Regions from separate parts of the Mus musculus genome. Here all the other regions are linked to region 4. The links are chromatin contacts, called in public promoter capture Hi-C maps. All regions are on one chromosome and are shown on one strand. The core of a region is the stretch at or near the end of the contact, and the rest is flanking DNA. Distances in the headings are between cores, read along the strand shown. Region 1 holds the start of Cyb5r1 (cytochrome b5 reductase 1). Region 2 holds the start of Btg2 (BTG anti-proliferation factor 2). Region 3 holds the start of Tmem183a (transmembrane protein 183A). Region 4 holds the start of Elk4 (ELK4, member of ETS oncogene family).

What was found. Promoter capture Hi-C pulls out the DNA fragments that hold promoters and counts their contacts. Capture Hi-C pulls out chosen DNA fragments and counts their contacts.
Region 1: a promoter capture Hi-C map of adipose tissue shows a contact between it and region 4, with 6 times the contacts expected there. The contact joins the promoter of Cyb5r1 here to the promoter of Elk4 in region 4. A contact is called at or near these places in 2 of 39 promoter capture datasets (the C10 cell line and liver), 1 of 115 datasets of contacts at active chromatin or transcription factors (thymic regulatory T cells) and 1 of 9 other capture datasets (adipose tissue).
Region 2: a promoter capture Hi-C map of liver shows a contact between it and region 4, with 2.7 times the contacts expected there. The contact joins the promoter of Btg2 here to the promoter of Elk4 in region 4. A contact is called at or near these places in 3 of 39 promoter capture datasets (the C10 cell line, erythroid cells and pre-B cells), 1 of 484 Hi-C or Micro-C datasets (B cells), 2 of 115 datasets of contacts at active chromatin or transcription factors (large pre-B cells and thymic regulatory T cells) and 1 of 9 other capture datasets (liver).
Region 3: a contact with region 4 is called in a promoter capture Hi-C map of liver, with 3 times the contacts expected there. The contact joins the promoter of Tmem183a here to the promoter of Elk4 in region 4. A contact is called at or near these places in 3 of 39 promoter capture datasets (the C10 cell line, embryonic stem cells and liver).

What each region holds. Positions count from the first base shown.
Region 1 is chr1:134,404,451-134,407,150 of GRCm38.p6, reverse strand. It overlaps Cyb5r1 (cytochrome b5 reductase 1), which reads right to left and starts at 1,370. Exons shown (of 9, transcript NM_028057.3): 1 at 1,098-1,370; 2 at 689-838; 3 at 480-552; 4 at 1-105. The coding sequence starts at 1,112.
Region 2 is chr1:134,077,783-134,080,482 of GRCm38.p6, reverse strand. It overlaps Btg2 (BTG anti-proliferation factor 2), which reads left to right and starts at 1,328. Exons shown (of 2, transcript NM_007570.2): 1 at 1,328-1,571. The coding sequence starts at 1,430.
Region 3 is chr1:134,360,676-134,363,375 of GRCm38.p6, reverse strand. Tmem183a (transmembrane protein 183A) reads left to right here and starts at 1,377. Exons shown (of 8, transcript NM_020588.2): 1 at 1,377-1,614; 2 at 1,753-1,842; 3 at 2,452-2,619. The coding sequence starts at 1,506.
Region 4 is chr1:132,006,324-132,009,023 of GRCm38.p6, reverse strand. Elk4 (ELK4, member of ETS oncogene family) reads right to left here and starts at 1,404. Exons shown (of 5, transcript NM_007923.3): 1 at 1,084-1,404.

The DNA.
Region 1 (2,700 bases), core at 121-2,620, 2.4 Mb before region 4:
TGATGACAAGATCTACATAGCCTTGGTCTTCATCACTGGTGACAGGGGTGTAAGGCCTGATGACCAGACTGCCATCAATTCGGGCAGAGAGGTAGACGTGCTTACCTGGGAACCATGGAGAGAGACACATAAGCTGCAGTCCCACTGAGAGGACCCCTCCGCAGTATCTCCTGCCTCCTCCCACCTTTGAAACTCCCTACTGCCAGGGCCTTAGCAGCAGCAGGTAAGCAGAGGATTTGCATAATGGAAAATTAGTGTTTTCTGGGATAGGAGGCGGGTTATAATAAGTCCTAAGGAAAGAGAGAAGCCTGGAGGTTAGAGATGCGTAGGGGCACAGAAGCCACACCCTAAAAGAGTGGTCCCTCATGGGCTGAAGGATTGACAGAAGGGCAATGGTTTTTCTTAGCAGGAAAACCACCTAAGAAGTGACTCGCCCTCATACGATGCCAAGTAGAGAAGCCCACTCCCTTTTTTCTTACCCACAGGCAGCCCCAGAATGTGGTGGGCGGTGGGCAAGGCAAAGCGGAACCTCCTGGTGTTGTGGCTCACTGTCTAGAGGATAGATGACAAGATGTTTCATCAGGCAGGTCTGGCCTGCCAAGTCTTTTGGAGCAATCCAACCACTCTCGATGCTATCCCTCAAACTAAGTATCCACTCTCTGCCCTAGCCCACTTCTTCACAACTTACCGTCTTGTCTAGCAATCGCAGCAGGTACTTCTCATCCGGGTCCTGGAGAGTAACCTGCGGCCGGCGGGATCTTCGAACCAAGTAGGTACCCAGAGCCAGGCCGAGCAGAGTAAGCAGCCCCACCCCCAGAGAGGCTAGCAAGACCGGGCTCTGTGGATAGAGGAGGAAGCGTGATCGCCACGCTGAGGAAGTGCCAGGGTGTGGGTGGAGGACCAGGAGTAGCGATCCTGAGCTCCAGCGAGAAAGCATGCCAAAACCTCAGAAGCAAGCGGAGCAGTGAACTCAGCCCGCAGCTCGTGCAGCGAGACTCCAGCATCCAAGGTGGGTATGGCACAGCCCCGCGGGGCAGACTGCCCAGAACCAGCTGAGGCGGTGACCCCGGGCTCAGGGCACAGAACGAGGGTCTTACCGGCTGGATCCCCATGACCTAGAGGTGCGTCCCGCTCCGGTGGGGCGGAAAGATCCCACAATGCGCCGCGGGGCGGGCCCGGAGGCGGAGCTCTCCGGGGCGTGGTCTATGGAGGAGGGCCTGACTGAGGCAGGACTAGCGGGGACTATGCCCCCCCCTCTTCCGTGCGGAGTAGGTGGTCCAAGGGCGTGGGTATCTTGGCCGTCTCAGGCCCTCCTTTTGAGAGCTTTCTTCTCTCTGCAACTTAGACCTACCCCAAAGGATGACAGTTTTGTCTGACATGGAGCCAGGCTAATTAGCATGATGAGAAATCTCGCCGGTCTGAGAGTCTCACGGAGAGTGGAATGTTGAGCCACGCACAGGCTTAAAATAGAACAGGAAGCTTTCAGATGAAAGTTCTTGTTTTTTTTTTTTTTTTCTTCCCCAAACAGGCTACTTTGCCAGACAATTGAAATGCCTAGCTGTTGTGTCCGGCCAGCAGACCACAACCTGGGTTCTAGCCTGGAAAGGCATTTTGGAAACCTGGAAGAGAAGAGGGGCTAGGTGGCGAGAGAAAAGAATGTAGCCAAGACAGTTACTCTGATCAAGGCTCAAATTTTATTGTTGCGACACTAGTTATGAAGGAAGGGGGAGGGGACCCGATTCCCGCCGAATAATCTCGGGTCCAGTAGAAAGGTGCACGTGTGTGGCTCCTCAGGTTCCAGCAGTGGGCGTGGTAGAACGAATGAGCAGGAAGCTCCACCCCGAGCAAGCAGGTTTCAGGCTGGGGGAGGGGAGACTACATCTCCTCCCTTTTATTAACAAAATTAAAAAAAAAAGAAAAAGCTGGCCTGAGGGGGGAAAATTATCTATGCTCAATAGTTCTGCCTGGAATCTAGGGCTAAAAAAAAACTTGCTTCACTGGGATTCTATAACCTTTCTTATGGTAAACTGTATCTGGCTTAAGACTGTCCTTTCTTATCTTAGTGAACAACTAACTGAAAAGCCTGGAGCTGTAGGCTCTGACTTTATAATGCTAATTAGTACTTGGTAGGTAACTTTCTAGTTGAATTTTAAGTAGGGCGTTGGAACTTTGGCTAAGTTTGACTGAACAAATGTGAAATACACTATAATAACACTAAGTTGATATTTCTCCGCTTTTTTGGATGATAGGTGGGAAACAGGGAGAAGGAGTGACCGGCTCTTGTAGTACAAGGCCAATTGGCCTTTTTATTTGGGTGGGAGGCAGTGAAGGGCTTGCCCTTTCAATAGTACGTCTCCAATCTCTCTCCCCCCTATTAATTAAGTTAAATAAGGCAACGCTTAACTGAGGTGATCAAATGATTTTCTCATCCGTAGATGAGTGGGCTTTTAACCTTGGCTTGGGTGGACATGGACCCGATTCCTCCCGTGGGTAAAACCCACACATGTGGCTCTTGGTACCTTTTGGGGAGGCGAGGTAGAGCCGGAGAATATTTTTTATTTTTAACCAAAATTTGGTACCAACCTCTTTCAAACCGGGTTTATCTCACAGGAAACTCAGAAATGGTCAAGCCGGACCTTCCCTTGCAGTAAGTATCTCTGCACCAAGCGGTGCCCATACTGAATTTGTACAATCACAAAC
Region 2 (2,700 bases), core at 79-2,578, 2.1 Mb before region 4:
ACCCACTGAGATTATTTAGGGATGAAGAAGCCAACAGTCTTGGGACCAGGTCTGAGGAAGCAAAAAGAGGGTCTGGGTGCTATAGGGACAGTGATCAGTAGCTTTGTCTGAAAGGGGGAACAGGGAGGGAGGTAGCTTTAGAGGGAGCACTAGACATTTAGAGGGAGGGATAGAGCATGTGGGAAAAGGGACAGAAGTATTGATGGGAAGTCCACTGAAGAAAAACAAGCAGCAAAACAGACAGTGGAGAGAAAAGGGAAGAGGGAAATGGGGTAGGGTGGATACAGAGGATCCAGGTAGGGAAGCTGGTGGCTCAGACCAGGGATACAGGGAGAGAAGCCTGGCTTAGAACTCAGGGAAAACAGGATTTTACACAAGCCATGGCGCTAAATTCAGGCCCCATCCTGTGCAGGGCTCAGAGATGTGGGTGACAAGTTGCCCCACTCAGTAGTCTGCCTAGCTTCCTGGCACCAGTCCCTGAGCCCCTGCGTGTAGACAAGCCAGACCTGAAGCCTTTCCTCTGGGGAGCTAGTGTTTACAAAAGCCTCAGTGCACAAAAAGGAAGGAAAACAATCAGGGAAGAGGGAGGGGCAGGGAACTGATGGAAAACTTTGTACAATTCACACCAGATTACTTAAACACACACACACACACACACACACACACACACACACACACACACACACACACACACACAGACACTGCCATTTAAAGGAAAGTGAGTGCTGGAAAAATAACCCTACGGACAGAAAATACTCTCCTCGACACTCCTCCCACCAAACAGTGAGAGCTGATTACTTTTAGGCAATTACAGAAGAGGAAGAGCAGAATTTGTTGGGGGAGGTGGAATTATTATGGAAGCAAAAAGAATACAATCCCCATTGCTGAAAACACGAGGAACCCGTTTTGATCAGCTGGGGGGATGAGTGGCAGAGATGTTCAGGTAGGGGGGTGAACGGCTCTGTCAGTGTCTGTCAGGAGACATGGGAGAAATAACATCGGCGAGGGCATCCTGGAGGAGGCAGCAGGCAACCTGGGTTTTGGCGCTGTGCAGAGACGACGTCCGGGCATGCCCGGTGTAGCGCGCTTCCTCTGCCCAGGTCCAAGGCCCTCTCCCGCCTGCCTCCCACAGCACGGGAGTCCGGTGCTTGTTCCCAATAATGACGTCAGTGAGCGATGACCTCAGCGCCTGGGAGGCGCGGGCGAGCTGGCGGGCGGGGCGGAGAGGGGCGGGCGCAGGCGGAGGGGAGAGGCGAGACACCGGAGGGGCACGCCCCCATCCGCCAGCGTCGGCCAATGGGCGCCACCGACGGCTCCCCGCCTCCCCGAGTGGTATGAAAGGCGCAGCCCGGGGAAAGTCCGGGCAGAGCCCGAGAGGTGGCCAGACCGTCATCATCGTTCTAATACAGCTACTTCCTCAGCCACCGGTATGAGCCACGGGAAGAGAACCGACATGCTCCCGGAGATCGCCGCCGCCGTGGGTTTCCTCTCCAGTCTCCTGAGGACTCGGGGCTGCGTGAGCGAGCAGAGACTCAAGGTTTTCAGTAGGGCGCTCCAGGACGCACTGACCGGTGAGCACACGTCGGGGTCTTGGAACCACTCGGGCGCGGCCACTTCTTGCCTGGGGTGTCTTTATCACTGTTCTGTGACGGGGACCCCTACGCGAACAACTCCGGGTCTCAGATGTCTTTCTCTAATTAATCTCTGAGGCCACTGATGGTCCTCTGTCCCTTCGGTTAAGTCCCCGTCTCCCAGCCCTCCAGTCCCCGCCTCGCTCCCGAGGCTCCGACCCTCTTCCTTGAGTACATTCTGAGACCCTGACAACACCATGAGAAAAGTCAGTGTGTGTGTGTATTCAGAGTCCGAGCTCACCCTTATCTCCGAATCTTGGAGAACAACAGACCCTCAGGGGATGTGAAGCCAGGCCAAGCTGTGCGACTTTTATGCGCAATTGAACTTTCTAGACAACTCTTGAGTCCTAGCCACTGTTGCTGTATAGTCCTGAGCCTGTCATCATACAGGCCCATTCTGCCGCGTGTTTACCCGCTGCAAGTTGTAATCTGGGCCCCCTTTGTATTTTTTCTTTTTTGGTCCCTCTTCACCATCTGCCACCTATTGTAGTACAGAAAAGAGCCTGGTAGCCTAGCCAACTGCGAGGGCGGGGAGGGGGTGTGTGTGTTATGGAGGCAGGGTGTGAGGGACGGAGGTGGAGGAGTGATAAGCCACCCTTTAGCCTCTGTCCGCAGCTGTTATAACTGGTTGGTTGCCTTGGGCTGCGATAGCCATCTCTCAACATGTTGGCACAGATCTGAGGACCAACAGCTGTTTCATCAAAACAAAACCATTTTTTATCCCCTTACCTTTGCTAAAGATCTCAAAACTCTTCTGATGCGGAAGGGATGAGAGGCCTTGTGACTTGTTGGGCAACCAACAACATTGGCCGCTTACCTACCGGCTTTGAAATTTCAGTGCCTTGGTCGTCAGAGGCCCTGCCGGTTCTTGCTAGCCCTTCCTGCCTTAAACAGGATTGTGCCAAAAATATCCATGACCACCATAGAGCATCTACCTGAAAGCTCTGGGGCTGCTTTCCAGTGTACAAAAACTTGGAAAGGACCCAGGAATCTTTCTAAGTGGCAGGGGGAGTTTAAGGAGAGGCTCTTAAATACTGTCGCTGAGAAGAGGAAGTCTCCTCCCCAGCCC
Region 3 (2,700 bases), core at 128-2,627, 2.4 Mb before region 4:
TTCTAGAGTAAGCATTTCCTAGGCCTCCACTTGTTACTTTTTATTGAAATGAGGAATAAAAGACGTATGGGTTCTTTGTTCCTCTAAATTGGCTAAATACTCCAAGAAATCTTGTTTAAGATTTTTTTCAATCAAAATTTGAAAGAGAAATTTTTTTGGTGTAACTAGCATGTTTTTCATTCCAAAGGATTAAAATGAGAGAACATTTCAGCTAAAATCCTTATGTTTTTAAAGCAGTTAGTGGTTTATTAATAGGGCCTGAGTCTCTTGCATCTTTGATTCCCTTTGGACTCCTGGGTGTGAGTATTAAAGAGTGTCACATGAGCAGAGATCTACATGCATGAAAGCCTCATTAAATTTTTACTGGTAACGTGAGATGAGAAGGCTCTGTGCTGACCAGCTGTATTTTGAACTCAACTACAGACATTAATTATGTATACATGGAAAATTATTTAGAACAATTATAGGCTGTTAGACCTTTGCTTCCTGTTATAATTCTAGATAAATTAGAGCATGATTATAACCAATTATGTTGTTTCAGTTATCATTCCCAAGTGATCCAAGCCTTATTCTATGATCCCTGGTGGTAGACTGTTTCATAATTCTAGTAAGTTATGTGGTTTGCTCTTTATGAACTTCTGTGCACAGTACTAGGTAGAATAAAATGGAGACCCCTTTGAGGTGTCTTATAGGGCACTCTCTGAGTAGATCTAGCCAGTTGGGTTGCCTGGGTCAAAAGGACTGTTTCTTAAGCCAGGGACTGTTAACACTTTGGGAGCTGAAAGGGAATTAGAAGAAAAAAAGACACAACACGGGACTTCTCTTTTAATACAAAGGAATTATATGTTCTCATCTATCCTTCTAGAATTTGCTCGGATGATGGTGATGGGAAACCTTTTAAGAATCTCTTCTACTTTGAGAATTCAGACATTTACTCATTTTTCAGGCAGCATCTCTTGTAGCCCAGCTGGCTACGAACCGAGGATGACTCTCACCTTCTGATCCTTTCTCTGTGTTGGGATTACAGGAGTTAGCCACTGATCTGCAGAGAGAATTTCAAAGCCTTTGTAAGCAAAATTATAGCGACCGCTTTGATATTTACGTTCAGGTTACTTGACGTAAGTGGGAAAGAGAGAATGACGAAAACAAGATATATGCAATCTAGATGCTGAAGTGGACCACGATGTAAATTATTAGTTCTAAAGAACGCGGTCTGGAGGACCAAACGCCCCAGAGAAGACGGTGATGAAGACGGTGACAACGCACTCCCCGTCCTACAGCCCGCTCCGCTTTGGGAACCTGGCCTCCGCTGCGGCTGAGGGCGCCGGGTGATGACGTCACCGGGCCCCGGAGGCGATTGGCTCCCCGAGAGGGGCGTCGGCAATCAACGGGACCCAGAGCCCTCGCCGAAGTCCTCGCGATAGCCGCGGCCTCGGTGCGGGGATGGCCGCAGAGCCGGGTGGAGGTGCTCTGCGGCTCCGGGAGCCGGCTCTCGGGGCCGAGACATGGCCCGGGGCTCCGGCCAGCTAGGCGGGCCTCATCGGGACACCGTCACCATGCCCAAGAGAGGAAAGCGGCTCAAGTTCCGGGCCCACGACGCCTGCTCGGGCCGAGGTGGGCGAGGGGCGGGGCCGGGCTGGGCGGCCAAGGCGGGCTGGGCGGCCGGGGCGGGCGCGGCGGGACCCGGCGGGGAGCGGTGGCGGAGACTTTGCCTCGAGTCTGAGGAGGCCTTGGCGCTTTGCTCTGTTTCAGTGACCGTGGCGGACTATGCCAACTCGGATCCGGCGGTGGTGAGGTCTGGACGGGTCAAGAAAGCCGTGGCCAACGCTATTCAGCAGGAAGGTAGGCTTTCGTGGGTCTTTTTAGGCCCAAGCTTTTAAGAGACAGCATTGGGTGTTGTATTTACCTGGAATTGCGTCCCGGTGTTTTTTCTACTGACCTTTGGGTCATGAACGTGTTTGCTCTTCCCACTGTTTACTTTCTCGTTTCGTATCCTGGATGGGATGGGTGTGTGTAGCCAGGATCAGCAGGTTCCGGAGCCGAAATGGTTTTGTTTCCTCTTTGAGTTAAAACCAACTTTGTGACCAGCTGCGGTGGGCATTCCTTTAATCTCAGCATTGGGGAGGCAGAGACAGGTGGATCTCTGTGAGTTTAAGGCTAGCCTGGTTTACCTAGCAAGTGTGAGGTCCTGTCTCAGAAGAACCACCAAACCAAAACAAGAACAAAATCCCACACAACTTTTTGTACTCGTTAATTTCCACTGCCACTCCTTGATACCAGTCCCCCCCCCCTTTTTTTTTTTGGTAGTTTGTGCATATTTTACCATGCAGTTGACTTCCATTTCTTTGGCATATTGGGTTTTTTGTTTTTTTTTTTGTTATGTTTGTCTTGCTTTCAAGATTTTTGCAGATGGGACCAAGTGCGTTTCATTCTCTCCTTGTTTCCTCCTAGTAAAATCTCTTTGTGGCTTGGAAGCGTCCCAGGTTCCTGCCGAGGAGGCTCTTTCCGGGGTGGGTGAGCCATGTGACATCCTGGACAGCAGTGATGAGATGGATGCCCAGGAAGAAAGCACTCAGGAAAGATCAGTCTCCAGAAAAAAGAAGAGCAAGAGACATAAAGGTACGGGTTGCTTTCCTGAGCACTGAGCTCTGTCTGTGGTGATGGATGCTGTCGCTCTTCAATGTGAGGGGAGATCTACAA
Region 4 (2,700 bases), core at 155-2,654:
CAGACCCCAGTTTTGATACATAGCACAAGAAGGAAGGAGAGGAGGCTGAAAGCAACGGTGAGAGCCACAAGAGGATATTAAATGTATACTTTTTTTTTACCTTTTTGTGCTGGTGACTGAAGAGTACATCCCCTGCCTCAAATATATAATGGTGTCCCAAAAGTTAAGACAATATTTCCCCCCCAAAAATGTAACAAACTCCACGTAAGCAGTTTCCATTTTAAAATAAAACCAAAGATCAAAGAACAAAGAGTTCCTACAAGGAAAAGTTGAATCATACTCTTTTAAAAACACCACTCCTAGCCGGAAATACAGAAGCCCCACGTTCTGTGCATGGGGGGGAAGAGAGAAGAGCTCTGACCTTAGAACGGCAGCCATTCTACTGAAAGACTCTTACTTAAATGACCTAACCTTCACATTGCAAGGGCTCGAGAAAATGCCAACCGTGTCTTCTGAGTTCACCCAACAAATTCCCCCTTATTTCCTTGCCGATGCCCGTTAAAACTCCTCCCCTCAAAGATGTTTCCAATGCTTTTCCGAGGAAAAGCTTGCCACAGCTGTACAGGAAGCGAGGAGGACTGATGAAAAGTAGAGAAAGAAAAACCTGTGGCCGGATGGACAGCGAGCTTGGGGAAGGGAAGAATGCGGCGTGAGGCCGCGCGCCCCGAGATCAAAGTGCGGGGAGACGCAGACCTCCGGCCCGTGGGCGAGCCAAGAAAGCACTTTCACTTTCCAACTTCCTGCCACTCCGGCAAGTTAAAACCGTTCCCCTCTGCCCCACCCAGGCAACAAAAAACCGCTGCCACCTTCCGCCCAAGGGACTTCTCACGACCCACCGAGGTGCGGGCAAGGCGGAGGGGGCGCTCCGGCGAGCACCTGAGCTCCACCGAGCTGCTCCCCCAAGGAGAGCGCGCCAGCGGGCCCCGCCCACCCACCAGGTCCCACCCTCCCGCCACCAAGCTCCGCCCCTCCCTCCGCCCGGTGCACTTCCTGCCGCGCCCGCAACCTCCGCCCGGCCCGCGCGGAAACCTGGCTGAGGGGCGGTGGTGCGAGACCCCGACGGGGCGTGGGCGTGCTGCTCACCAGGCAGGGCACGGGACTCCTCGGCCTTGAACGCGGTGCGAGACTCTGTCGCCCACCGCTCCTCACACTCGGACCTCAAAGACCGCGCGGCGAACAGTGGCGACCCCCGCGCCGGGGCCCGAGAAAGCGGCGGCCGAGCCGAGCCAGCCGCGTGCCCGCAGCCGCCCGCATCTCCCGCTGCCGCAGGTCTCGAGCCCCGCCCTCGCACACGCGGCCGGGACGGCGAAGTGGCTATAGTTAAGCTGCCACTCGCCGTGCGTGCGCTCGACGTTCTTCACTACGGCCGCCGTCTCCCGTCGTTCCGCGGCCTCCGCCACTCTCAAACCCCCCCCCCCCGGCACTGCCGGGGCCCTTCCTCGACGCCGAAGCAGCGCGAGCGTCACTTCCGGGGGAGGGGCCGGGCCCCAAAGCCAGTGTTTTGTTTCTGGCCCGGGGCTCCCGTACGTACCCTGTTAGTCCGTCCCGTGCACTCGCTCCGGGGACTCCTGCTCTGCCGGACATTCGTACTTCCTCGCAGGCCCAAAGTCCTGCTTAGGGCTCTCGGGGTAGCAATCTGGGCCCAGGGCTGTGGCGGCGGAGCTGACGTGTGAGGACGACGCCCACTGGTTTACATTGCGAGCTACCACCACCACTTGATCAGAATCATTGACGAATGGTCTCTCTAGAATGGGAAAAGCTTTCCCCCTTACCAACTTAGCTTGGTCCAGAGCTTTAACTTTCTTTCTTTCTTTTCTTTTTTCTTTTTCTTTCTTTTTTTTTTTTTTTTTGGTTTAGAAACAGTATTTTAACACGTAGCTCTAGCTGTTCTGAACTCATAGGAGATCCTTCTGCTTCAACTCCTGGCCCCAAGTGGTGGGATTACAGATATTTACAGATGTGCACCACCACGTCCAGTCTAAGTGACTTTACTTAAGAATCCGAAACACCCAATTCATTGCCTGTAAAGTCACTGTGAAAACCTAATTTTCAAAACTTGCAACATCCAAAGAAGGGATGCAGAAATCAACACCCAATTCCAAGGTTCACAAGTGTTCGCAGCTGAGGCAATTGAGCGTTCCATTTTGTCTCCCTGCCCCACTAAACGAATGAGTGTGTTGTTTGTTTACTTAGGCTTTTTGAGACAGTTTCTGTACTTAAAGCTCTCATGGGATTGACTGTGCCACTCAATTTGGGGTTGGACTCTCAGCAACCCTGTCTCAGTATCAACATTATGAGGATGTTAAGCGTAAGCTGGTTCTTACAAATGTGATTTGTGTTTGGAAGCAAGGTCTCATGAAGTCCGAGCTGAGGTTGACTTTGAACTCCTGATCCTGTTTCCTCCACCTCCCAAGTGATGAATTTACAGGCTTTTAACACCAAGCTCAGTTTCATATATATATAGCTATAGATATCTATATAGATATATAGATACAGATATCTATATATATAATTTTTTCTTTGATAATTTCATACATGCATACAATATATTTTAAACATAGTCCCCCTCCCTCACCTTTCTGACTCCTCCCAGATCCCCCTATGTGCCCTCTTTTTCATTGTTTCTTAACCCAGTGAGTCCAGTTAGTATTGCCCATATATGCCTGGATGTGAGACAGTCCACTAGTCCACTAGATCGTG